Regions from separate parts of the Mus musculus genome. Here all the other regions are linked to region 2. A link is a contact called in public Hi-C and HiChIP or PLAC-seq data. All regions are on one chromosome and are shown on one strand. Each heading gives the region's core, a stretch centred on a gene start, on an enhancer-like site or on the middle of the called end of the contact. The rest is flanking DNA. Distances are from core to core; before and after follow the strand shown. Region 1 has its middle 32 kb from the start of Gm42327. Region 2 overlaps Runx3 (runt related transcription factor 3). Region 3 has its middle 52 kb from the start of Gm42327. Region 4 holds the start of Rsrp1 (arginine/serine rich protein 1). Region 5 has its middle 32 kb from the start of Syf2. Region 6 has its middle 8.0 kb from the start of Gm12984.

Region 1 (3,353 bases), core at 185-2,684, 160 kb before region 2:
CTTCCTCTCCTGCTCAAGTGCTGGGATTAAAGGTGTTTGCCTCCACACCCAGCTCAAGTCTCGATTCCCGAACCCATTGGTTCCCAGTCCATGACTCCTTTGTTATTCCCGTTTTGAGGTCTTAATTTATCCAGTCAACAAGTAATTATCGGGTGCCTGCCCTATGTTCAGGGCCACACAGACAGAGAGTGAGGAGTGTGGTGTGACCTGCAGGTGGTGGAAGATGGGCTCCTAGCAGAAGTGACATTTGAGGGACCCCACCACACCTTTCCCCACCCCCACACCAGCATGTGAAGAGATGAGCTCAGAGAAGTGGGGGAAGGGATGCCCCTGGCATGGGACTGAGGACTGCCCCAGAGAGATCTCTCCACAGTTCCAGGCCAACCTGGAAATAGATGAAGGCCCTGGGGGATCCCAGGGGCTCCAGAGCCCAAGGTGGCTGCTTTTCTGCCTTTTTTTGAGAGGAGGAACAGGGTAAGGCGCTAAAGAAAGCATAAATTTGGGACTATAGAGTTCCGAGTCCTGGTTTTGTCCTGGACTTGTGTGACCAAGAACCAGGCTCCTCTCCTCAGGTGGTCTGAGTTTACCAACTGAGGATGGACCACAGAACTCTGTGTGAATGACATGTGGTGAGGAAGGGAAGACACAGAGCAGGGTCACACAGAACCACCCCCTCCTCCCCGCCCTCCCCAGTTAGTAGGAGACAGTGTGGCCCAGTGCGGGGATCATGCCAGTGTGTGCTTCCTCTAGGAGGGGAAATGGAAAACTTGCAGTAAAGACTGTTGGACAGTAGGGGGCGCCAGCCGAATGACCAGCGGTCGGTTCCAGGAAGGTGGAAGTAGTTGGTCTGGAGTTGGCTTATGATGGTTGGTGGCTGCAGGAAGTCTGACTTCCGAACAGGCTTTAATGCGGACTCTTACCCAAAACTCATCTCAGTTCACTGTGTTGACCACTGTTCTTCAGCTTGGAGAACTGAGGATTGACGGTTTTTTACATTTTAATCAGCTAGTTTGTTACAAAAGTAAACTGCTTTTGCCTTGAATGTTTGTTTTGCTTGGTACACAGTGTTAAGACAAATTCTGAGGTATGGATTTGACTCCACAGCAAAGGATCCTAAGATTCATTAGTAATGTCTGTCAGGGTGAAGCCATGGAGGGCACAGCAGGCGTGTCCGGTATCTGCCACCTCTCTTTAAAGCAGTTTCATTACTGGACAGAATTGTCTATCGATGCAGAGATGCTGGGTTGATTTGGGTACGGTCTCCCTGCAAGACCATGTCAGAACAAGGAGCCTACTTGTTGATTCGTCATGGCTGTGAGCATGAAGAAGTTGCCTCTCTAGACCCTGCAAACCTGTGTTCACATTTACAGCCAGCATAGCTCACAATGAAAGAAGGACATTCAGTATAGAACCACCCAGGGTTGTTCTGTGATACTGGACAGGCTGGTGGGTATTGAGGGCAGGCTGGATCACCCCAGAACCTGGCATAGGGGCAGAGCAGCAGGCTTGGGCAGAGCTCAGGCGTGACCAAGGCTTCTGAGCTGAAGAACACTGGTGGCGTCCATGGTGTTGCACACTTGACAAGGTCCTGTTGGCTGCAGGTCTGCTCGTGGAAGAGAGTACGCTACCTGTGAGGGCACCTGGAAGGATCTGAACCAGAAGTCCCAGGTCAGGCCTTTTTGTGGGGAGCTGGGGGACAAGTGTGGCAACAGCAAAGAGCCAAGCCTCCATGAGGCCAGAGTTAGGGAGCAGGGTCAGCTAGCTCTTGTGGGCAGAGTCCCCAACAAAGGGCTCACATGTTCTGCTCTGACTAAAAATAACTGGTGCTTATTGCAGATGATCTAGGAGATGCAATGAAAGATAAAAGCTAAAGCTGCAAACAGCCCACAGACACCTCATTATACAGACAGTGTCTCTCAGCATGAGTCACATCTCAAGTCAGACACAAAGTGACATTGTGCTACAGTGTTGGCCATGAAACTCGGGGCTTTACCCATGCTAGGCAGGCCCCTATTTCCACACACGGTCTCATTGATTTGCCCAGACTGGCCTTGGATTTGCTCTGCAGCCCTTGACTTTCCAATCCCCCTGCCTCAGCTTCCTAAGTAGCTGGAACAACAGTCCTGAATCCCTGGTTAGCCTTATAGTTTTGAATTTTCCTTCCTCCAGTGGCGTTCAAGAAATGGCAGGTGACCGCTTCATGACAGGTGCTTGCTAGCATTTGTTAAAATGCAGATCTTGCCTCTACCTCCACTGACTGAGCCTCAGGACCACCCCCCCCCCCCGCCCCCACCTGAGCTGGGCCAGAGATCAGAGGGGTTTGGACAGGGAGGAGACAAAAGAATGCTCTCTGAGTTTGTCACCAACTTGGGGTTGCTGACAAAAGGGGCCACAGTTCTCTTTGTCTCCCACTTGGTAGAGGAGCTCTGGACCAGTAGGCAACGAGTAGCGCCTCTTCCTCCCTCTCCTCCTCCTCCCTCTCTTCCTTCCCTCTTCCTTCTCCTCTTCCTCTGCCTCTTCCTCTTTGTCCTCCCCCTCCTTCTATTCCTCCTCCTCCTCTTCTTCCTTCCTTCCTGGTGAGGCGTCTCTGGTGAGTTCCTGGAAAGGGCACACTCAGGCTGCATGACAGCTGTCCTCAGGCCTCTTGGGGACCTGAGAGGATGGAGGCCCCTGAGCTGCTGTCCACACCATGTTGGGCATTCACTCAGCCCACACTGGTTTTCTCTACAAACCTTTCTTGGCAACACAGAGACCAAATATGGTTTAGAAGAAATGGCAGGTCCAAGAAGGTGAAGAGTTGGGTTGGAGAGAATCAGGACTCCCCGCTGGACCCCCATCTTCATGCTTTATGAACTTCCAAAGAGGCCTTACAGCAGCCATTGTAGTAGAGAGCTGGTGGGGTGGGTGGGGCGGGGTGTGGGGTGGGGCAGGGCAGTGCTCACAGCAGCCATAGTCACAGCTGGTGAAATGGGGTAGGGTGGGGTGGGGCTCTATAGCATTTCAAAAAGAGGAGTAGGAGCTGCTTAAGTGACTCAGCAACTAGGGATGCTTGCTGCCGTCCCAGAGGACAAGTCTGATTCCCAGCACCCATGCCCGGTGGCTCACAACGCTAACTCCAGGATCTTATGCCATCCTCTGGACTCTACGTGCCCACACACAGAATTTAAAAAATTGTTTAGAAAGAGGAACAGTGGAATTCTGGGAAACCACTGACTAGCTATGAGGAGTCTTAGAGCATTCCAGATCAGACCAAAGCAACTGGAAAGGCAACAGTTTCCCTTTGGATAGGTCAGCAGGCTGTGTAGCCAGAACAGGTGGGTCAAATTAGCTAAACCTCCCCAGCCTTCTGCCCA
Region 2 (3,642 bases), core at 1,065-3,564:
CACCCTCACCCCACCACCAGGGTCCTGACTTCACATTCTTCACAGAAGGGGACAAGACCTCCAGGAGGCCCTGTGGAGTCTCTGGTGAGGTGTGCGATGGCAGAGCAGCATCCAAGCAGAGATCAGATGTCCTCTTCAGTCTGTGGGCGGGCGATTGTCAGTGGGATTGGTTAAAAAGCTCTTACCAGAGCTGGCTGGCCCACGGCTGGTTTTTCAAACTGAGTGAGCCCCGTAGTGATGGCCTCTGCCTTGTGCTTGGCCTTCCCCATTGCCTGCACCTGAAACAGCCACCCACATACACACTCTGGTAGGTCAGGGGGTCCCCGACAATCCTGGACAATCCTGAGCAGAATACCTCCTGTTACAGTGTCTCTTGTCCCACCCTTACTGGAGGAAAAAAAAAAAAAAAACTCTATCTCTTGGAAGTAGCTGAGGTAACCTTCCAGCTCCCTGCACCCAGAGGGGGCCTTCTCACCTCTTCTCAGGAAGCAGCTACGACCCATTGCCCTCCTACCTGCTTCGCTACTGGTCCATGGTACAGACTGTTCCAGATCACCAAGAAAGGTACTTTCAGGATCCCAGTGCCTAGCACTGGGTAAGCTACCCCAGACAACTAGCCTTCCTTATACCCAAACGCTGGTCGGTGGAAATAGAAAGTCACCCCTCCCCCATCGCCTCTTTCTCATCCCTGATTAACAGTGAAGTTTGAGTCTTGTCGTGAGTCCTACAGTGAGCACAGGCAGCTGGGGCTAATAAAAAAAGAAGAAGAAGAAGAAAAAGGAGAGGAGAGAAAAAAAACAAAAATGAAAGGAAAAGGGTCCTTATTTGCAAGGCTACTTTAAAGTGCTACTTGAAAGCACAGGCTAGACAGAAAGCACAAGGAACCTAGGGGGTTGATACAATGTTACTGTAATTGTGTGGGTGGGTGTCATCCTTTGTGACATTGTTACCCTGAGGTATACTCCCTGCAGTGAGCTGGTCTTCCTGAAGTGGGCCTGCTTTGCACTATAGGCTGCTTGTATGTTTGGTTTGTTGTTTTTGTTTTTTTGTTTTTTTTAATGCACAACTTGCTTGTACAGGTCAACTGTCCATCTTGGGTACTATTTAACTGTCAAACAGAGGAATCTGTGTTTGTTACAATAATATAACAGATGCCTTGAAGGACCCGCGTCAGGCTTCTGGAGTTGTGAAGGAGGGTGGGATCTCCTACTCTTGAGCAGGAGAGAGGACATTGGATGTGGTTGAGCTGGCTGTGTGGGGAGATGCCCCAGTGCTGAGGAGTCTACCACCCAGCTCCTTCAAGGTGGTTACAGAGAACCTGGAAGGCCACCTTCCTGGCTGGGCTAAGGCCCCAGAATATCAGGTGGGCCGTCAAGATTATACTAATCCTCTCTTCCTTGGTTGACTATGTTCATCGTACAGAGGCAGAAGCCACTGCATGGTCCTATCTGTCACCTGGATGCAGATTTGGGGAGGGACAGCCACCACGTTCATCTCAGCGGAGTCCTCCCTGGGGTGGGAACCCCTGTTGAGTGAAGACCTTCCCAGAGTAAGGGGGTTTTGGGGGATAGGGATCCCTCTAGAGAGCCCCTGTGAGGGAGCACCACCTCTCACCCATACTGGGGTCTGCTTGCTGGAACACTTGAAGCAGAGAAGACAGAACTGCAAATCGGTCATTTGGAGATGAGGTCCTTCTGACTAGCAAAGAGAGCTGTCATGCCTTCCATGGCTCCCTGGAGCTGGTGGTTGCCAAGCTGAGACCATAGCCTGAAAATTGGGGCTGTGGATAATGGTGTGGGGACCTAGCTTGATAATCCCCCTCTACTCAGATAATCCCCCCACCCCAAGCCTGTGCCCCTGACCAGATGGGACATACAGATTTTCCTAAGATAGATGTGGTTCTGTGGTACCCATTTCAGAGTTCTAAGATCTTTCCCTTTTGTAGGACCAGCCTAAGATCAACCGCCAACAAGAAGTTCCTGTTTTCCCAGCCTAGACCCTGGACCCTTTCCTACCCAGTAGCGCCACAGGATTCTAACCACAACTAATGCAAGACCTGTCCCCAGGTACACCCAGGGTGGGTCACCCAGCAGGACCCCTCCCTGGGTTGGAACAGGAAACTGTCTTCACAGCCCACATGCTTCTACTTGGTTTATCTGAGGGTGGACCTGTAGGTGGCCGCTACAACTGAAGAGCAAAACCCCTGACTGTATTTAACTCCTGTCACCTGCATCCCACTTGTCAAAAGGATACAGACTAAGAGATGTCCCCCGCTTAGCTGGAGGCAGCTGGAGGAAGCCATGCAGTTACCACTGAGGCCTGTAGGGGACGGAAGCACTGACTTCCAGGCAGCAGAGAGAAAGGAACGGTTGGTCCCCTCACCCCACCAAATCTCCCCCACCTTAAACCCCTTGCTTTGGAGAGGAATGTGGGCTGTTATTAGGAAGAACTCCCCAGCCTCAGGAGAGCCGCCCTTGCCCTGCCTGGAGTTTCCTCACCCAGCAGTGGCGGTGACAGTGACAGTAGCAGCTTCCTGTCTCTGCCCTGCAGAGCCACCCTCCTGGTCACATGTACCAGATGTTAGCACAGTCACACACAGACCTTGAGCTCCCAGGCCCCACCAGAAGACAGGGACCTGGAAAGAAGAGCTGAGTTCTGAGGAGAAAGCTTTGGAAGCCCTCAGGCAGGCTCCCGCACTTCCCACAATCAAAGGGTCCCACACTGCTCGCCCAGGCAGGATGCCAGTCTACTGCCAGCCCGGGAGCCTTGAGGTCTTCAGTGTCTCATTTGAGAGTCAAGGGATCCACTGCCTTGAGGATTTGTGACTGGCATAGTGGCAGATTTGAGGGAGCTCCCAGAAAGGCCCCCACCCTGTGGCAAAGCCTGCGATAGCTTTAACTCTTGTCCTGAGAAGTGCATATCCTTCCGGGCCACCAAGGGAAGAGAAGTCTGGATGGGCCGATGCTGTGGGACACGAGGACAGGGGACATGAGGACACAAGGACAGGACCTGACCCAGACCCAGATCTGCCTCCCTCTTAACCAACACCCCTCCCTGCCCAGACTGCACTCCCACAAACGGCCAGAACCCCAGCATGCCTTGGGAAGAAACAGCTCGCCCCTGCACACCACACCCCAGCCCCGAGCACTTCGGTGGCTCTGTTCAGCTCAGGGTCATAAATGAAATGAGCTGTCAAAGGAGCCGAGTGTAAGAACCCTCACTGGCAGAAACCCAGACCTCCCTCGTCCCCTCCCCATGGGACCCTTGCAGAGAGCGGGGTGAGGGCCCATGTCCCCCCAATATCCGCTTCCACACCTGTGTGGTCCAGGCCAGGGGAGTCTGGGAAGCCGGATTCCAAGCTTCCTATTTTTAGTTTGCAACTAAGAGTGGGCTGTTTGTTTTATATATTTATATCCACCACAGAGTGCCTGGCCGAGCCAGCCAGGTCTATAAAGGGATGGGCAGTCATGATGCTGTGGGTCCCCGTTCCTTGCTGTGCCGGCCTTGCTGGAACCTAAGCCTTCTCGGTGCTCTAATGCCTGCCTGCCATTGGCCACATAACCCTGCTCTGCCTCTGAGGTCAGGGGGACAGTATCTTCAAGGCTTTGGCCTCAACTCATTCCCCAAGTCCCGCCAGCAGAT
Region 3 (3,638 bases), core at 368-2,867, 180 kb before region 2:
TCATTACTTTCAGTTATGCAGAAAAGACTAAAATAAGAAGAAGAGGGAGTGGTAAGATGGAAGCATCCAGAAGGGTGAAGTCATGGTGACGTGGGCCCTCTTGGCTGGGTGATTCTGCAGTTTCTGAGCGTGTCACTAGGCTGAGTGAAAAGTTGGACCCCGAAGCCGTCCACACCCCACCCCTTGGAACCTGGATGTTTCCTTACACAAGAGAATTTGAAGAGGTGATTAATACCCTGTGATAGATCATTCTAGATTATCTGGGCGACTTGGGGTAATCACATGGGGTAATTCGTAGAAGGAGCGGATATGAATAAGGGGAACTGGGGGCAACCAGTGGAAGGAAGACTTGTTGGTGTTTGCTGGGTTTGAGTTTGGAGAGGTGAAGCCGTGAGTGTGAGTGGCCTCCAAAGCCAGGGAAGACGCTGGAAAGCGTCCTCCAGTAAAGGTCACGGTCCTCCTGGCAGCGTGATCTTAGCCCTGCGAGGCCGTGTTAGTTATTGTGTTTGTCTGTGTGACTCCAAGTCAAGGGAGGAGGCTTTATTTCGGCTTGTGATTTCCTGGGGCACAGACCATCGTGTCGGGGAAGGAAGGCATCACGGCAGAAACAGCCCTCAGCTGTGGTTCAGCGAGCTTGCTCACATCTAGCTGCATCAAGGTAGGTCAGGAAGTAGAGAGGGACTAGGAAGTGGCTTGGGTTATAAAGCTCAAGACCCGCCCCTCAGTGATCCACTTCCTCCAGCTAAACTCCACTTCCTGAAGGCTTCACAACCTCTTAAAGCAGTGCCGGTGGACAAAATGTTCAAACACGAGTCTATGGATATTTCCCATTCAAATCGTAACAGACTCACTTCAGATTTGGACCTCCAGAACACACGCTCCCCCCTCCCCCTCCCCCTCCCCCTCCCCCTTCCCGCCTGCCTCTCCCCTCCCCCGCCCCTTCCGTGTGTGTGTGTGTGTGTGTGTGTGTGTGTGTGTGTGTGTGTGTGTGAGAGAGAGAGAGAGAGAGAGAGAGAGAGAGACAGTAGCAAGATGGAGCTAATCCAGTGGCCTAAAACACTGCATTGTTAGAAGATATAAAAAGAAGGTTGAGGCTGGGATTAGCTCAGTCAGTAGAGTTCTTGCCTCCCATGGTGCAAAGCCAGGGCGGGTTCAATCCTCAGCATGGTGTGAACCAGGCCTGGTGGTTCTCTCCTGTGATCCCAGTAGTACTCAGAGGTGGAGGCAGGAGGATGAGAAGTTCAAGTACACCATGAGTTTGAGGTCCGTCTGGGATACACTGGACCCTGTTGAGTGAGTGAGGGGCGGCTGCAGGTGTCATTTTATATCATCCTGCAGTGTGAGTCTTGCTTCCATCAAATGCAGTTAAGGAGTCAGAGCCGCCCTCCCTTTCCCTCTATAGTGACAACAAGGAGAAAAATGATGGAGACAGATGTCCCAGGACTGTCAGATGATTCAGAAAGCACTTGCAGGCAAACGACAGCACCACAGACTTGAATTAATGAAGATGTCGAAACCAGCCACAGGAGTGGAGTCTCAGCCGGTGAGTGTTCACAGTACAACGTCCCAGATGAATTGTTCTCAGACTCGAGATTGAACGAGTAAACAAAATTTCAGGGGAAATGTGTTATTCTCGCCTGCTTAGTCACCCTGCGCCGTTCTGGGCCAAGAGCCTAGGTGTTCCGTTATTCTGGCTCATGGGTAAGCAGCAGTCTTTAAGTTTGAGTGCCAACTTGTACTTAATTGAGTTTGTAATTCAATTACCCTCAGCTCCTAAGTGGACACAGACAAAGATGGGTGTTCTTGCTAGTGGCTGGGGACGGGGGGGGGGGGGGGGACAGGGAGCTGAAACAGAAATCAGGGAATGTTGTCTGGGTTGCTGCTTGTAATTGGTGTTTGCAAGTCTAAAAATAGAACTCTTTTGCAATCTTGGAGCAGAGATGACTGCCTTTCTTCCCCAAACCAAATTACGAATCATTAGAGATTTCAGAAAATGGAGCTGGGGAGATGGCTCAGGGTTCAGGAGCAAGTGCTGCTCCTAGAAGATAGGGGTCCATTCCTAGTTCTGTGTATCACAGGTAGACATTGAGGGCTCCCAACCATCCATGACTCCAGTTCCAGGGGATCCTCTTCTGACGTCCATGGGCACTGCACACACGCGGTACACAAACATACATACAGACAAATCACCTATAGAGCTAACATAAAAATAAATTAAAAACAAAACAAAACAAAAAAACCAAACCTCTTCAGTGTTAGAACTTGGCTTTGTGAGTGTGTGAAGAAAATGAGAAACGAGAAGGTCAACTCTGGGAGATGCGCTTTGGATCCGAATCCAGATTCGCGAGCCTATGTCCGTGGTTCTGTGTGGAAACTGTTGAAAATTTAGTCGTATATAGACAGTGGTACCCATTTCAAGCATGCATACCTTTAAAACTGGAAATCTGGGTTAAAATGTTTACAATGATTCTGTTTAAGGTTGTGTAAGAAGAGCTGATGAAGTTGGCCCTCACTCCCTTTATTCTTTGTGTGGATTTATGTCCCTGTGTGCGTACATCAGGGACAGATGCTGAGTGACCTCACTAAGCTGTTTCGTGTCTCGGCGCAGGCTGATGTTGAGTGCCCCCGGAAGCTGCTCTTCACCCTGTTTGAGATACAGTCTCTCACCGAACCCTGAGCTGGCTGACTGTCTCAAGCAATAGAATTGGACATATTAATGGGAAAATGGGTAAGGTGATAGATATTATGGTAACTAATAGATTATGAAGAAGAATCAACTGAAGAGGGGAGGGGATGAGGGTGTCCTTGCGTACCCTAAGAGCTCATTACTTACCCTATGGAGAGACTCTACCAGGTACTATATGGGAGAGGCAGGTAGCTGGTTGGTCCCCAGGGTTCTGCTTCAAGGCTGTGCACTCTTCAAAGAGAGGTGCTGTTCATTTGCAAAACAGCTCCTGGTGCAGCACAAAACCTGGCAGAGCTTTGGTGACCCCCAGAGCAGGGACCCTGTATTTAGGGCTGCGTGTCACCAGTGCCCTGACAGAAGCTCAGCGTCCACCTACTGGTTGCAGTGCTTTGGATTAAACCCACACAGCTCCAGAATACGCAGGTAGCTGTGTAAAGAAGCAGAGCCCCCAAGGCCTTCTCTTTCTGCAGCTGACACCTTTTATCCTGGTCACAGGCATGGCAGCTGGTGTGTGGTGAAGGTTCTTCAGTGTCAATAGAAGGAACTTGGCCTGGTGTCCAGATCTGTTGAAGCAATCTGTCGTTGTTCTTTGGTACCCATGGGGCAAGGACTCCAGCAGGTATCAGAATCTGAGGATGCTTGTATCTTTTCTGTAATGAGATTCAGCAGTTGCACAGAACCCTTGGATGTTCCTTAGATGGTCTGTGATTTCTTAGGAGATCCAAGGACACACATGCTGTGTAAATAATCATTGCACCATCTTGTTTTAGGAACAGGAGAAAGGTCTCACACAGAGACAGCTTTATTATCATGTGTGTCGGGGACAGGGGGGTAGGGGTGTTGTGTCATGGTCTCTTAATTAGGGTGTGATGAAAAAAACAGGACAAAAGCCACTTGGGGAGGAAAGGGCTTATTTGGCTCACACTTCCACAGCATAGTCTATCACTGAAGG
Region 4 (3,749 bases), core at 113-2,612, 260 kb before region 2:
TGGGACCTTTGGAAGAACAGTCGGCGCTCTCAACCACTGAGCTATCTCACCAGTCCCACAAGCATTCTTTATTGCTGAGCCATCCTGGTGGCCACAGTAAGGTTTTTATTTCTTCACTTTCGCTGTATATTGGGGAAGGAGGAGGAAGGAGGCACGAACAAAGAGTCCTTATTTCTGTCATCTCCCTCTAAAATCCAGAGCTTCTGTAAAACCCTGCCTAATTTCTAAGAACACCATCTCCCAATATTGAAATAGCTATTTCGTTCAGTGCTGTTCACTTACCCACAGTTTTCAAGGTCAGATATGCCTCATGACATTGAGTGTTTGGAATTTGCCCTGGAAATAAGATTAAATGTCCTGTCCTAATCACACTTGTCTTAGAACAGACCTATCGGGCTCAGGAAATGGCTTACTATTAAGAGCACTTGCTGCATTGCCTAGCACAAAGTCTGGGTTCCCAACACCCCCATACTTGGTGGCCCACAATGGCTCTGTCTTCGGTGGCATCCTGTACACACAAATTACTCTCTCTCTCTCTCTCTCACACACACACACACACACACACACACACACACACACACAATCAAGGATCACTGTTGCTCCTCAAAGGTCAACTGTGGTCGTTGGAATTCCTGTCTCGACCTCAAATTACCTTAATTAGCTCAAACAAGGCCGTTAAAGCAGCCTTTCTAAATTAAAACTATATCTTCGGGGTCCAGGGATACCCCTCCCAATCTCCACCATAGGAGGAGCCAAGAAGGGAAGCTGGGCAGCGGCTGGGGGAGGGAGGGGACGACACATGACCCGGGGACGACCGAGGCACGGGAACCGACTTGTCCTCTGTGTCCTTGATCCAGCTTTTGAGCCGGCTAAATTCTTTGCTACCCTCTCCTTTTCCCGAATTTCAAAATCGAAAGCAGGAAAGGAAGCCAAACTAAACCAAACCAAACCAAACAAAGAAAAACAAAGTTGGGCGTGGTGGCGCAGACCCCCTAGCTGAGAAGCAGAGACATGGGGATTGCCGCGAGTTCGAGGCGTGACAGGGGTACACAGCTAGCTCCTGTCTCAAAAAAAAACTCAAGATCCAAAAGCAGCCAAGGACCCCACAAACAAACAAACAAAAAACCCTGAAGTAAACAAATCCTCAAAATACCCGGATGTAGAAGGCGGGCGGGAGTGGGGGATGGGGAGGAGGCGCGGCCGTTGGTGGAGTGACAACTGACGCGCATGCGTGTCTCCAAGGCGCAGCCAACATCGCTTGGCGATTGGACGAGAGTGGGACCCGCCCTTTCGCACGGATGTCTGTGCGCATGCTCGGCGCCAGCTTCCAGTATTTTCGATGCTGACGTCGCCACTAAGCTCAGTCCCAGTCTGGACTTTGGCAGTGGAGGTTCCTGTGCTCTCCGGTCGCTGGAATCGGGAACCTCGCCCGCTTCGGTTCCTGGTCGCAGAGAAAGGTGCCCGCTTGGCCTCTCTCGCCCTCGCGAGCTCTTCATCCGTTTAAGGTGAGTGGGGCCGCTTGGTCAGGGACCGGTTCGCCCTGGGGTGTCGCGCACGCGCACTGGGCACTGCGCGCCCCACCTGGATGATAGACTCTTGACTTTCTCTGTAGTTCCTAGACGCCGTTGCGTTTGCGGACCGATCTCCGTTTTCAGAAGGGAGCCATGTCCTCGGCCGCCATGTCTAAATACGTGAACGACATGTGGCCCGGCTCTCCGCAGGAGAAAGCCTCGCCGTCCACCTCGGGCTCGGGCCGCTCCAGCCGCCTGTCGTCGCGCTCCCGCAGCCGCTCTTCGTCCCGCAGCTCCCGACGCGACTCCCGCAGCTCTAGCCGCTCGTCCTCGCGCAGCCACAGCCGGCCGCGGAGGAGCAGACGGTCCCGATCCCGGTCCCGCAGGCGCCACCAGCGCAAGTACAGGCGCTACTCACGCTCGTACTCACGCAGCCGGTCGCGCTCCCGCAGCCACCGCTATCACCGCGACAGCCGTTACGAGCGGCCGCGGAGGTACTACAAGTCGCCGTCGCCCTACCGCTCCCGGAGCAGGTCGCGCTCCCGCGGGAGGTCGCAGCACCGGTGGTCGTACTACGCGATCACTAGAGGGCGGCGCTACTACGGCTTCGGCCGGACGGTGTACCCCGAGGATCGCCCCAGGTGGAGGGAAAGATCCAGAACCAGGTCGCGCAGCAGGAGTAGAACCCCATTTCGCCTGAGTGAGAAAGGTGCGTTTTATCAGGTTGAGGTTTGTGCCCTTGGTGGGGGTGGTGTTGGGGATTGAGTTCTGGACGCTTATCACCGAGCCACCTCCCCAGCTCCTCCCCGCGTTTAACTTCCTCAGCGCGCTGTGAGTCAGCCAGGGAGTCATGTGGTTGAGCAGTTTAGCTGGGATTTCGTAAGATTAGGCCCAGGACATCTTAACATCTAGGCCTGCGTTTGTTTTGGTGCTGGAAGTCTTTTGAGATTTCTTGAAGTGAGAGAGAGTTTTTTGTTTAGTTAGTAGTTAGGTAGAATATAGTTTCTCACGTATTTCCTTTCACCTTGTGAGTAAAGTCCATGCCGGATGTGACCGGTGCAGTAACCTGAACTAAAGTCCATTTATGGCTGTGGTGGTCAAGAGAGAGGAGGCTCACTCTTTCCTACTAGCTGGGTGAAGTCAAAACACATTTTTTTTTTTCATGATTTACTCAAAAATGGGTTTTGACTGGCCTTTCTGTTAAGTAACATGGCAATTTGATGTTACAAAGTAGGTAAGTTTGAGCTTGTGTGCAGACTCTGTATCAAGATTAGTAGTCTAGATAACTGTGCTATAAAGTTTATCAAACACTTCAGTTTACAGAAATAAACATTTAAAGAAAAGGCAAAATAGGGCTGTTTGTCAGAACAAAACTAACTTGTTGAGGTAATTAAGGAAAGTTGGGTTTTTTTCCTCACTATAAAGGGATTTTTTTTAGAATTGCTTTACATATAAAGAGAAAAACATTGTTTTAGGAGAGGTACTTAGTAGAGGATAACGAATGTCTTAATGCCCTTAGATCGAATGGAGCTACTAGAAATAGCAAAAGCCAACGCAGCAAAAGCTCTGGGAACAGCCAACTTCGACTTGCCAGCAAGTCTCCGAGCCAAGGAGGCAAGCCAGGGGACAGCTGTTTCCAGCAGTGGGCCAAAGGTGGAGGTAAGTGCCTTCAGGAAGCTGCTGCCAGCATTTATTACCCTTTGCCAGTGAACACAACCCTCCTGGGGTTCTTTATATCATTTGTCCAGAACAAAACCTTAATCTGACAAGTATCAGCCTGTCTCACAGGAAACTGGGAGACGATGGACTACTTTCGTGTCGACACTTGGACACTTGGTTTGCTCTTTACACTACAGTAAAAACAGTACATTGTTGGTAATACTTTCTCTCCCTCTAGTCTCTAGAGACTGGAGTGTTGTCAGTAGTTTTCATGTACACCATTATGTTCCCAAGTCTGTGCTCAGCATACAGTATAGTTTATCTGCTTTATTTCTGTCTTATAGAAATCATGAATGTGGTCTCCAGACAGTGATGAAGAAAATCTGTTGGTAATTGATGATGGGTTCAAGTGTCAGAGTTTATGTTTACAGACTAAAGCTTAGCCATTGTTGAAGGGAGTTGGTGTGCATGCTAGAGTTTTGGGCTAGGGACTGTTTGTGTAAGGCAGTGACAGCTCAGCAGCCTAGAGGCACTGTCATGGTGGGCATCTGTGATCTAGACGTCCTTCACATGATATAT
Region 5 (3,494 bases), core at 949-3,448, 220 kb before region 2:
CAGAAATCAGCGAAGGCCACAAGCTGGGACTCACACCACAGCCGGTGCCTGTGTTTGGGAATCTTCCTGACAGTGGATGTGTGCGCTGTTACTTTCTGGCTCAGTGCAGCCCAGCTTAGGTTGCATGGTGTTGCCTGGCTGAACACCAAATCCTGTTAGATTTATTTATATATTTTTAGAGGTAGGGTCTCACTATGTAGCCCTGGCTGGCCTGGGACTTGCTATGTAGAGCAGGATGTTATGTTTAAAAACGTGTACCGCTTTATTGAGATATGATTGGCTATAGGCAATCTGGATATAACAAGCTGGATACCCAAGTCTGAAGACACTGGTCTGGGGGGGCGGTGCTCCCATTACTTGGACAGTTAAGGTAGGAGAAGGGCAAGTTAGACCTAGAAGATTTGTATGAAGAGCAGTCAGACCTTGCCTCAAAATAAAAAGCCAAAACAGGGCTGTTGAGACAGCTCAGTGGGCAAAGGCTTGGTGCCAGCCCAGAACTCACATGGTAGAAGGGAGGAATCAACTCCTGAAAGTTGTCCTTTGGCCCCCACGTGTGTACCATGGTATTTAGGTGACCTCCAAATAAACAAATGCAAAAATATTAAAACTAACTGTGGGGCTGGCGAGATGGCTCAGTGGTTAAGAGCGCCGACTGCTCTTCCGAAGGTCCTGAGTTTAAATCCCAGCAACCACATGGTAGCTCACAACCATCCGTAGATCTGATGCCCTCTTCTGGTGTGTCTGAAGTCAGCTACAGTGTACTTACATATAATAAATAAATAAATAAATAAATACATCTTTAGAATGCATCTCTTAAAAAAAAAACCAACTAACTAACTGTGTATTTAAAGTGTATAACCAGCTCCTGCATACACCTACTGAACCATCACTGTGGTCTGAAATGGTGTGCAAAAAAATAACTCTCACTCCTAAAAGGCTTTCTGTGCCATTTGTACTCCCTCTCTTCCACCACAGGCTGCCACTGCTTTTTTTCTTTCTAGCATCCCAGATGAGGGTGGGTGTTCTGGGACTTCGTGTGAACGGAGTCTGTAGTTTGTCATCTCCTGTCACTGTCTTTCACTTAACACGATGTTTTTAAGGCTCCCCTGTACTGTTAACAGATCATGGTCTATTTCTTTTTATTACTGAATAATATTCCTTGGAGGGAAAAACCACACACACTGTTTTCCGTTCACCTGCTGAAACTCATTTGAGTGACTTTGAGGATTTGGCTGTTGGGAGTAAAACAGCTACACGTATTTGGGCACGAGTCTTTTTCATATAAAGATTTTATTTAACTTTATCTTGAGACAGGGCTGGCCTTGAATGCCTAGAGGTCTATCAGCCCCTGCCTCTCCAGTGCTGGGATTAAGGGTGTGTGCCATCGTGCTTGGCCCTAAAGATTTTCTTTTCAATTATGTATATTTGTGCCTGGGTAGGTACATGTGGGTGCAGGTTCTGTTGAAGGCCAAAAAGGGGCGACAGATCCCCTAGATTTGGAGTGACAGGCGGTTGTGACAAACCTGGCTTGGGATCCCGGCTGGGAATAGAACTCAGTTCCTCCAGTGAGCTAGCTCTCCATCCCTGACAGTGTGGTGGAGTGCCTAGGGCAGAGCAGCGTACTTTCTTGCTCAAGGAGCATTCAGAGGCCTCCTCTCAGTGCTTTGGAGCTTTCTGGCCACGGGCAGCTGTGGGACTGTTCTCGAAGAGCCTCTGTGGGTGCGGGGAGGGGGCAGTTAGAGTGCACTCCGTGAGGGGGTCCAGGGAGAGTCACAACAGGGTGGGAGGATCCAGTGGGCGGGCAGTGTGCTGTATCAGTAGGCTTCTGTCCCACGAAGCCTGCAAATTGGAGCCAGGAGCCTGCAGATGGCGCTGCTGAGCGCCCAGCTAAGAACAGCGGAGCAGAGGTAGAGGTCTCTGGGGACCTTGGCACTGCTGCTTCAGAGGATCATGGCTTCCCAGTCAGCGTGTCCCACCTCAACTTCCTGGGTAGCTCCTCGGTTCTGAGCTTGGCGACTGAGGTGGAGGGTAGGCGAGGAAGTCACCATGGCGTGCAGACTGAGGAACAGAAATGATTTACATCTGCAAAATGAAAGAGCCCAGCTTTTCGTGTGTTCTTGGGGACTTGGGAGAACGCTCATCTTGCCCCAACCCTGCCAGCTGTAAATCAAGGTTCGCTGCTGGCTCAGCATCTGTGTGGACTCAGAACCCAGTAGCGCATCTTCCTGGCACAGGACATACATGGGCGCTGTCAGCAAACAGGAACCAGCTAATAAATGTCTCCAGAGGTGGACTGAGGGGCGGGGCTATGTGAAAATTCTCCCCCCCCCCCCACATCAGGTCCAAATTCAAGGTCAAGTTCTCAGTTGTAGGTAATGAATTGCTGGAAGCTTCCTCCTCCCCCTCCCCCTCCTCCTCCCCCTTCCCTTCCTCTTCCTCCTCCTCCTTTCTTCTTCTTCCTCCTCCTCTTCCTCCTCCTCCTCTTCCTCCCCCTCCTCCTCTTCCTCCTCCTCCTCCTCCCCCTTCCCCCTTCTTCTTCTTCTTCTTCTTCTTCTTCTTCTTATTATTATTATTATTATTATTATTATTAAAGTTTTTGAAACAGGGTTTTTCTATGTAGCCCAGACTGACCTAGAACTCTTTGTGTAGACCAGGATGGCCTCACACAAACTCACAGAGATCTGCCTCCTGAGTGCTGGGTTTAAAGGTGTGAGCCACCTCATCCAGCTTGAAGCTTCTTTTTGCCACATGATATATGTGGGAGAGACCTGGGGCCTGGATGGAGGCAAAGGAGAAGCAGGCCTAGAGACCCTGGGAAGGGGGTTGAGGATGGGATGATGGTCAGGAGAGCGAGCCTGGGAGAGTTTGGCAGAGCTCTTTGCGAGGGTTGAACCCAGCCGGACAGCCTGCGATTCTGGGATGGAGGGGCATTTTAGTTTGAGGACTGGGTGAGTCTATTCAGATGACTGGGAGCCAGAAAGGCAAACCATCTGGAGACCCATCCCAATGGGTGAGGGAGTCCCTGGCTTCCTTCCTTTCCCAGTGATAACAAGGAGGTTGTAGTTTATGGAGCTGGCTCTCGTCTTCATTCACCATGTTGGTTTTCGGGACTCATTCAGGGAGCTTGGCAGCAAGCTCCTTTATCTGGTGAGTCATTTTGCTGGCCCTGAGCTAGAGCCTCTATTCAGACTTACTCGGTCGTCTCAGTTTCTTTTTAGGGTTCCTCACCTGTTGGATAGTCTCCATGGAGTACATTTGTCACATGTGCACATAGGCCTCTACATTTTCCCCATCGGTGTGTGCAGGTGTGTGTGTGTGTGTGTGTGTGTGTGTGTGTGTGTGCAGCCTGTTGGCCAGCTATAACAAAGCTTAGATGACTTGGCCTCTTAAAACCCACAGACCTTGGGCAGAACAAGGATGGGACTGTGGGGTGACCAGGAGAGCTACCTACATCCCTAGGTCTTCAAATTTGGGTATTTGAATAGAATTCTTGC
Region 6 (3,314 bases), core at 102-2,601, 130 kb after region 2:
GCACAGTCCTCAAAGGGTTCTCAGACAGTGATAGAGTCAAGACTGGGGAAACATAGCCACTCCCAGAGTATCACACCCCTGGGACTGAGCCCTGCCATCCACCAACAGAGGGGGGGTGTAGGGTACACTTCTGCACCAGCCGAGAAGGACTCAGGACGCTTCGTGACCCTGTGGTGAGGCTCTGCATCAGAAACACAGTATGCGGAGTCCTTGGGCTACGGTTTTCTGTAGTCCAGGAATGAAGCTGCTGCCCAGAGAAGGGACTCCCAACCCCAGCGGGAGAGCTGGGCAGCCATCTGATCCACTGCAGCTGTGGGGAGGGTGGATTCAGTGCAGGGCAGGACCATGGCAGAGAGGCTGCCAGTGGGAGGGGCTTTCCCAGACAGCCTTCTGTATGGCTGATGCCAAGGCTAGGGTCAGATGATGACAGATTTCCTGCTGAGCCCTCTGAAATGTTTGGAACTCGGCAATGACAGTCCAGAAGTTTCTGTTTCCCTGGAAGGCTCTGAAAGGAGAGTTCTAGATAAAGACTCCCGGTTTTGTTTTTGTCCTCTTACCCTGCCTGAACTATCCTGGCACCTCCACTGGGGTGGAACAATGGCTCTGAGACACTTGGCCACTTCCTGTCTCGCATCAGCATTTATTTAAGAAGCCCACTTCTTGGGTTTCGCAGAGGCACACTCTTCTCCGAGACCCACTGAAAAGCCATCTCTAGCTTTCAGTTCAACGCAAAGCATCGCTTCATTCTACAGACGAGGAAACTGAGGCCTGGAGAAGGTCAACTCAGCCTCCCCGTCCTTGCCACACCCTTCAGCTTCCAAGAATGCCTCAAGAGGGAGTGTTAGGTGACAGGAAACAGAAACACAGAAACGCTAGCTTTGAGGCACTAAAGCTGGGCCTGCCTCCCCCTCTCCTGCTTGCTTTGGCTAGAGTTGTCCCTTCCCCTCGGGACTTCAGTTGCCTTATCTTGTAAACGCAGATAATTATAGCAACCGCTCTCCAGGGTTGACGTGTAAATGAGAAGAGCTGGTCATCTGTCGCGAGCTCGGTGCACTGTAAGCTGAAGACACTGAGCAAAATGAACAGCCCTGTTTAGTCATGGTGACAACTCGAATGTGCAATACCCCCACCCAGAGACCCATGCATTGTACACTCCAGCTTGTGGGAGGTTGGGAAACCTTCGGGGCATTATACACATAGGTCACTGTTTGGTAGTGCTTCCGATCCACCAAGATACAAACAAGCCACTGTCCTAGCTTTTCATCCAGGTATGTCCAACCCTTCCTCTGTGGTGGAGCAAAGGTCGCTGTGGTGACCAGCTGACCCCTTATCCCTGTAGTCATAGCAATGACATCAGCAGACACACTCAGAGACAACCAGGTGTGTGGCAAGGATCCTGGACCCGCCGCTCTTCACTCTGAGAGAGGTGGAGAGGTCACGAGGACTCATTCGCTCCCCTCTGCCTCCCTTGAGGTCACAGAAGGAAGGGAAACTGAAAGCAGAACTCTATGATGCGATTCTCGTGAAGCCATCCCTCAGAGATGTGGGACTTTTGGGTGACACAGCTTTCTGAGTCGCCCACGCCTGTGAGTTTCCCTGCACAATGCTTCCATCAGGAAGTCTGAACCAAGCTGGACTCTGGGTGAGACTTTCTTTTTTTCATTTTGGGGTGTGTGTGTGTGTGCTCAAGAATGCATGCACATACTTCTTTTGTTTTTCAAGACAGGGTTTCTCTGTGTAGCCCTGGCTGTTTTGGAACTCTGTAGACTAGGTTGGCCTTGAAACTCTCAGAGATCCACTTGTCTCTGCCTCCTGAGTGTTGAGATTAAAGGCATGCGCCACCTTGTCTAGCTGCGTCTCTTTTTTCAATGCCTCATCAGTGGCCTGCCTTGTCCTAAGAAAAGCAACACAGCGGCTACACCGGGACCTCCTGCCGCCTCTGGTTGAGCCACTGTGGCAGCCACGTCTTCACCACAGTGACAGATAAGCCCTTGTCAATGTCTCTCCCTGAGTCCGTTCTGCCACCCGTTTTGTCATAGTAAAGGATACAGTCACAGGTCTTGACAGCGAGTCCCTCGTGTGACCTGTAGCACCCAGATATTGCATAGCCCCGTTTTCCATCAGCACCTGGCCCTGTGTCCTCACTGGCTTCCGGGAGAATGCGTCAGTGATGGTGGTTCCTCAAATGTCCTATCATTTGTCAGAAGTGAGTCCGTAGCATTATCAGACATACCAACTCAGCCTGTACATCCATAAGGGGCACCCAGAGCCCCAGAGAGAGATAAGGGCTTGCCCAAGCTCACCAGCAAGGGCTGACGGGAACAGGTCCCAAGCTCTACCCACATGGACACATAGCTCCTCCACCTTCTTCCTGAAAGGAGACTGGCCCAGGTGAATGTTTAAAGGCTACATCCAGGATGGGAGATTCATGCCTGAGTCAGTCAGTCCCCTAGGAAGGCCCAATGTTCTGAGTCCTCAGTCCACAGAACTGTGAATTTCACAGAGGCAGAGAGGCCATGGATCAGTGGACTTTGCCTAGTTGTATGATAAAATACCAGTGTTTGCCAAGGGTCTGTCTTTATGAGCCTGGGTTCAGCTCTCAGGATTGCACTTGACAGGTACAGGTTGTAGTGGTTTGCATGAAAATGACCCCCAGGTAGGCTCCAGTGTTTGAATTCTTGATGCTTAACTGGTGGAACTGATTGGGAAGGATTAGGAGGTGTGTCCTTGGTAGAGGATGTGTCCACCAGGAGTGGGCTTGGAGGTTTCAAAAGATGCATGCCATTCCCAGTATCTTGCTCTGTGTCATACTTTGCAGGACCACGATGTGAGCTCTCAGTTGTTCCTGCCCTTGTGTTTTGTGTTTTTGTTTTGCTCTGTCAGCGAGGACTCTAACCCTCCGAAGCTGAAGCCCATTTAACCACTTCCCTTTATAAGTTGCCTCGGTCATGCACGTTTTATCACAGTAATGGAAAAGTAACCAAGACACAGGGTGAGTGGCCTGGCAACTTCCAGCTACAGCCATCAGCATGGGGGAAGTCTGGGCGGGCTGGAACTCGAAGAGTCTGCTGACATCCCATCCCTTCCAGAGCAGAGGGCAGGGAACTAGTGCTGGATCGCTGGTGCTCAGTTGCCTCTCTCCGCAGGCAGGACCCAGGGTCTGCTCACAGTGAAGAAGACTCTTCCCTCTTCAATGATATCAGGCTGGAGAGATAGCTCAGTGGTTAAGAGCACTGACTACTCTTCCGAAGGTCCTGAGTTCAAATCCCAGCAACCACATAGTGGCTCACTCACAACCACTTGTAGTAAGATCT

Evidence for each region. Hi-C and Micro-C count contacts between places; a contact is called where the count stands out from the background. HiChIP or PLAC-seq counts read pairs in DNA pulled down with a chosen protein or histone mark.
Region 1: a Hi-C map of bone marrow-derived macrophages shows a contact between it and region 2, with 50 read pairs. The contact joins two enhancer-like sites. A contact is called at or near these places in 2 of 15 datasets of contacts at CTCF or cohesin (both in embryonic stem cells), 1 of 484 Hi-C or Micro-C datasets (bone marrow-derived macrophages), 11 of 115 datasets of contacts at active chromatin or transcription factors (craniofacial prominence, embryonic hindbrain, embryonic limb bud and 4 more) and 1 of 9 other capture datasets (embryonic stem cells).
Region 3: a contact with region 2 is called in a Hi-C map of bone marrow-derived macrophages, with 39 read pairs. The contact joins two enhancer-like sites. A contact is called at or near these places in 1 of 15 datasets of contacts at CTCF or cohesin (the NIH/3T3 cell line), 3 of 484 Hi-C or Micro-C datasets (bone marrow-derived macrophages and embryonic stem cells), 12 of 115 datasets of contacts at active chromatin or transcription factors (the NIH/3T3 cell line, bone marrow-derived macrophages, craniofacial prominence and 7 more) and 1 of 9 other capture datasets (embryonic stem cells).
Region 4: a contact with region 2 is called in an H3K4me3 HiChIP or PLAC-seq map of bone marrow-derived macrophages, with 4 times the contacts expected there. The contact joins the promoter of Rsrp1 here to the enhancer-like site in region 2. A contact is called at or near these places in 13 of 39 promoter capture datasets (the 3T3-L1 cell line, the HPC-7 cell line, HPC-7-derived erythroid cells and 8 more), 2 of 484 Hi-C or Micro-C datasets (bone marrow-derived macrophages and embryonic fibroblasts), 26 of 115 datasets of contacts at active chromatin or transcription factors (the 230-238 cell line, the SCID.adh cell line, bone marrow-derived macrophages and 19 more) and 2 of 9 other capture datasets (adipose tissue and liver).
Region 5: a Hi-C map of bone marrow-derived macrophages shows a contact between it and region 2, with 41 read pairs. The contact joins two enhancer-like sites. A contact is called at or near these places in 6 of 484 Hi-C or Micro-C datasets (bone marrow-derived macrophages, cortical neurons, embryonic fibroblasts and 3 more), 18 of 115 datasets of contacts at active chromatin or transcription factors (the HPC-7 cell line, craniofacial prominence, embryonic basal ganglia and 9 more) and 1 of 9 other capture datasets (embryonic stem cells).
Region 6: a contact with region 2 is called in an H3K27ac HiChIP or PLAC-seq map of microglia, with 5 times the contacts expected there. The contact joins two enhancer-like sites. A contact is called at or near these places in 2 of 484 Hi-C or Micro-C datasets (LSK cells and nephron progenitors), 6 of 115 datasets of contacts at active chromatin or transcription factors (bone marrow-derived dendritic cells, embryonic stem cells, epiblast stem cells and 3 more) and 2 of 9 other capture datasets (adipose tissue and liver).

What each region holds. Positions count from the first base shown.
Region 1 is chr4:135,017,452-135,020,804 of GRCm38.p6, forward strand. No RefSeq gene overlaps it. Among named protein-coding and RNA genes, the nearest start is that of Gm42327, 32 kb to the right of the region's middle. Within about 2 kb of position 1,435, at least 45 of the 459 cell types and tissues checked have an H3K27ac peak or open chromatin away from gene starts, as enhancers often do. A contact at or near this core is called in bone marrow-derived macrophages, where this site is marked.
Region 2 is chr4:135,176,822-135,180,463 of GRCm38.p6, forward strand. Runx3 (runt related transcription factor 3) reads left to right here. Exons shown (of 5, transcript NM_001369050.1): 5 at 1-1,166. Among named protein-coding and RNA genes, the nearest start is that of Runx3, 26 kb to the left of the region's middle. Within about 2 kb of position 2,315, at least 91 of the 459 cell types and tissues checked have an H3K27ac peak or open chromatin away from gene starts, as enhancers often do. A contact at or near this core is called in the HPC-7 cell line, the SCID.adh cell line, adipose tissue and 4 more, where this site is marked.
Region 3 is chr4:134,997,539-135,001,176 of GRCm38.p6, forward strand. No RefSeq gene overlaps it. Among named protein-coding and RNA genes, the nearest start is that of Gm42327, 52 kb to the right of the region's middle. Within about 2 kb of position 1,618, at least 70 of the 459 cell types and tissues checked have an H3K27ac peak or open chromatin away from gene starts, as enhancers often do. A contact at or near this core is called in bone marrow-derived macrophages, where this site is marked.
Region 4 is chr4:134,922,263-134,926,011 of GRCm38.p6, forward strand. It overlaps Rsrp1 (arginine/serine rich protein 1), which reads left to right and starts at 1,363. Exons shown (of 5, transcript NM_023665.3): 1 at 1,363-1,505; 2 at 1,613-2,220; 3 at 3,031-3,170. The coding sequence starts at 1,665.
Region 5 is chr4:134,961,338-134,964,831 of GRCm38.p6, forward strand. No RefSeq gene overlaps it. Among named protein-coding and RNA genes, the nearest start is that of Syf2, 32 kb to the left of the region's middle. Within about 2 kb of position 2,199, at least 32 of the 459 cell types and tissues checked have an H3K27ac peak or open chromatin away from gene starts, as enhancers often do. A contact at or near this core is called in bone marrow-derived macrophages, where this site is marked.
Region 6 is chr4:135,312,495-135,315,808 of GRCm38.p6, forward strand. No RefSeq gene overlaps it. Among named protein-coding and RNA genes, the nearest start is that of Gm12984, 8.0 kb to the left of the region's middle. Within about 2 kb of position 1,352, at least 282 of the 459 cell types and tissues checked have an H3K27ac peak or open chromatin away from gene starts, as enhancers often do. A contact at or near this core is called in adipose tissue, where this site is marked.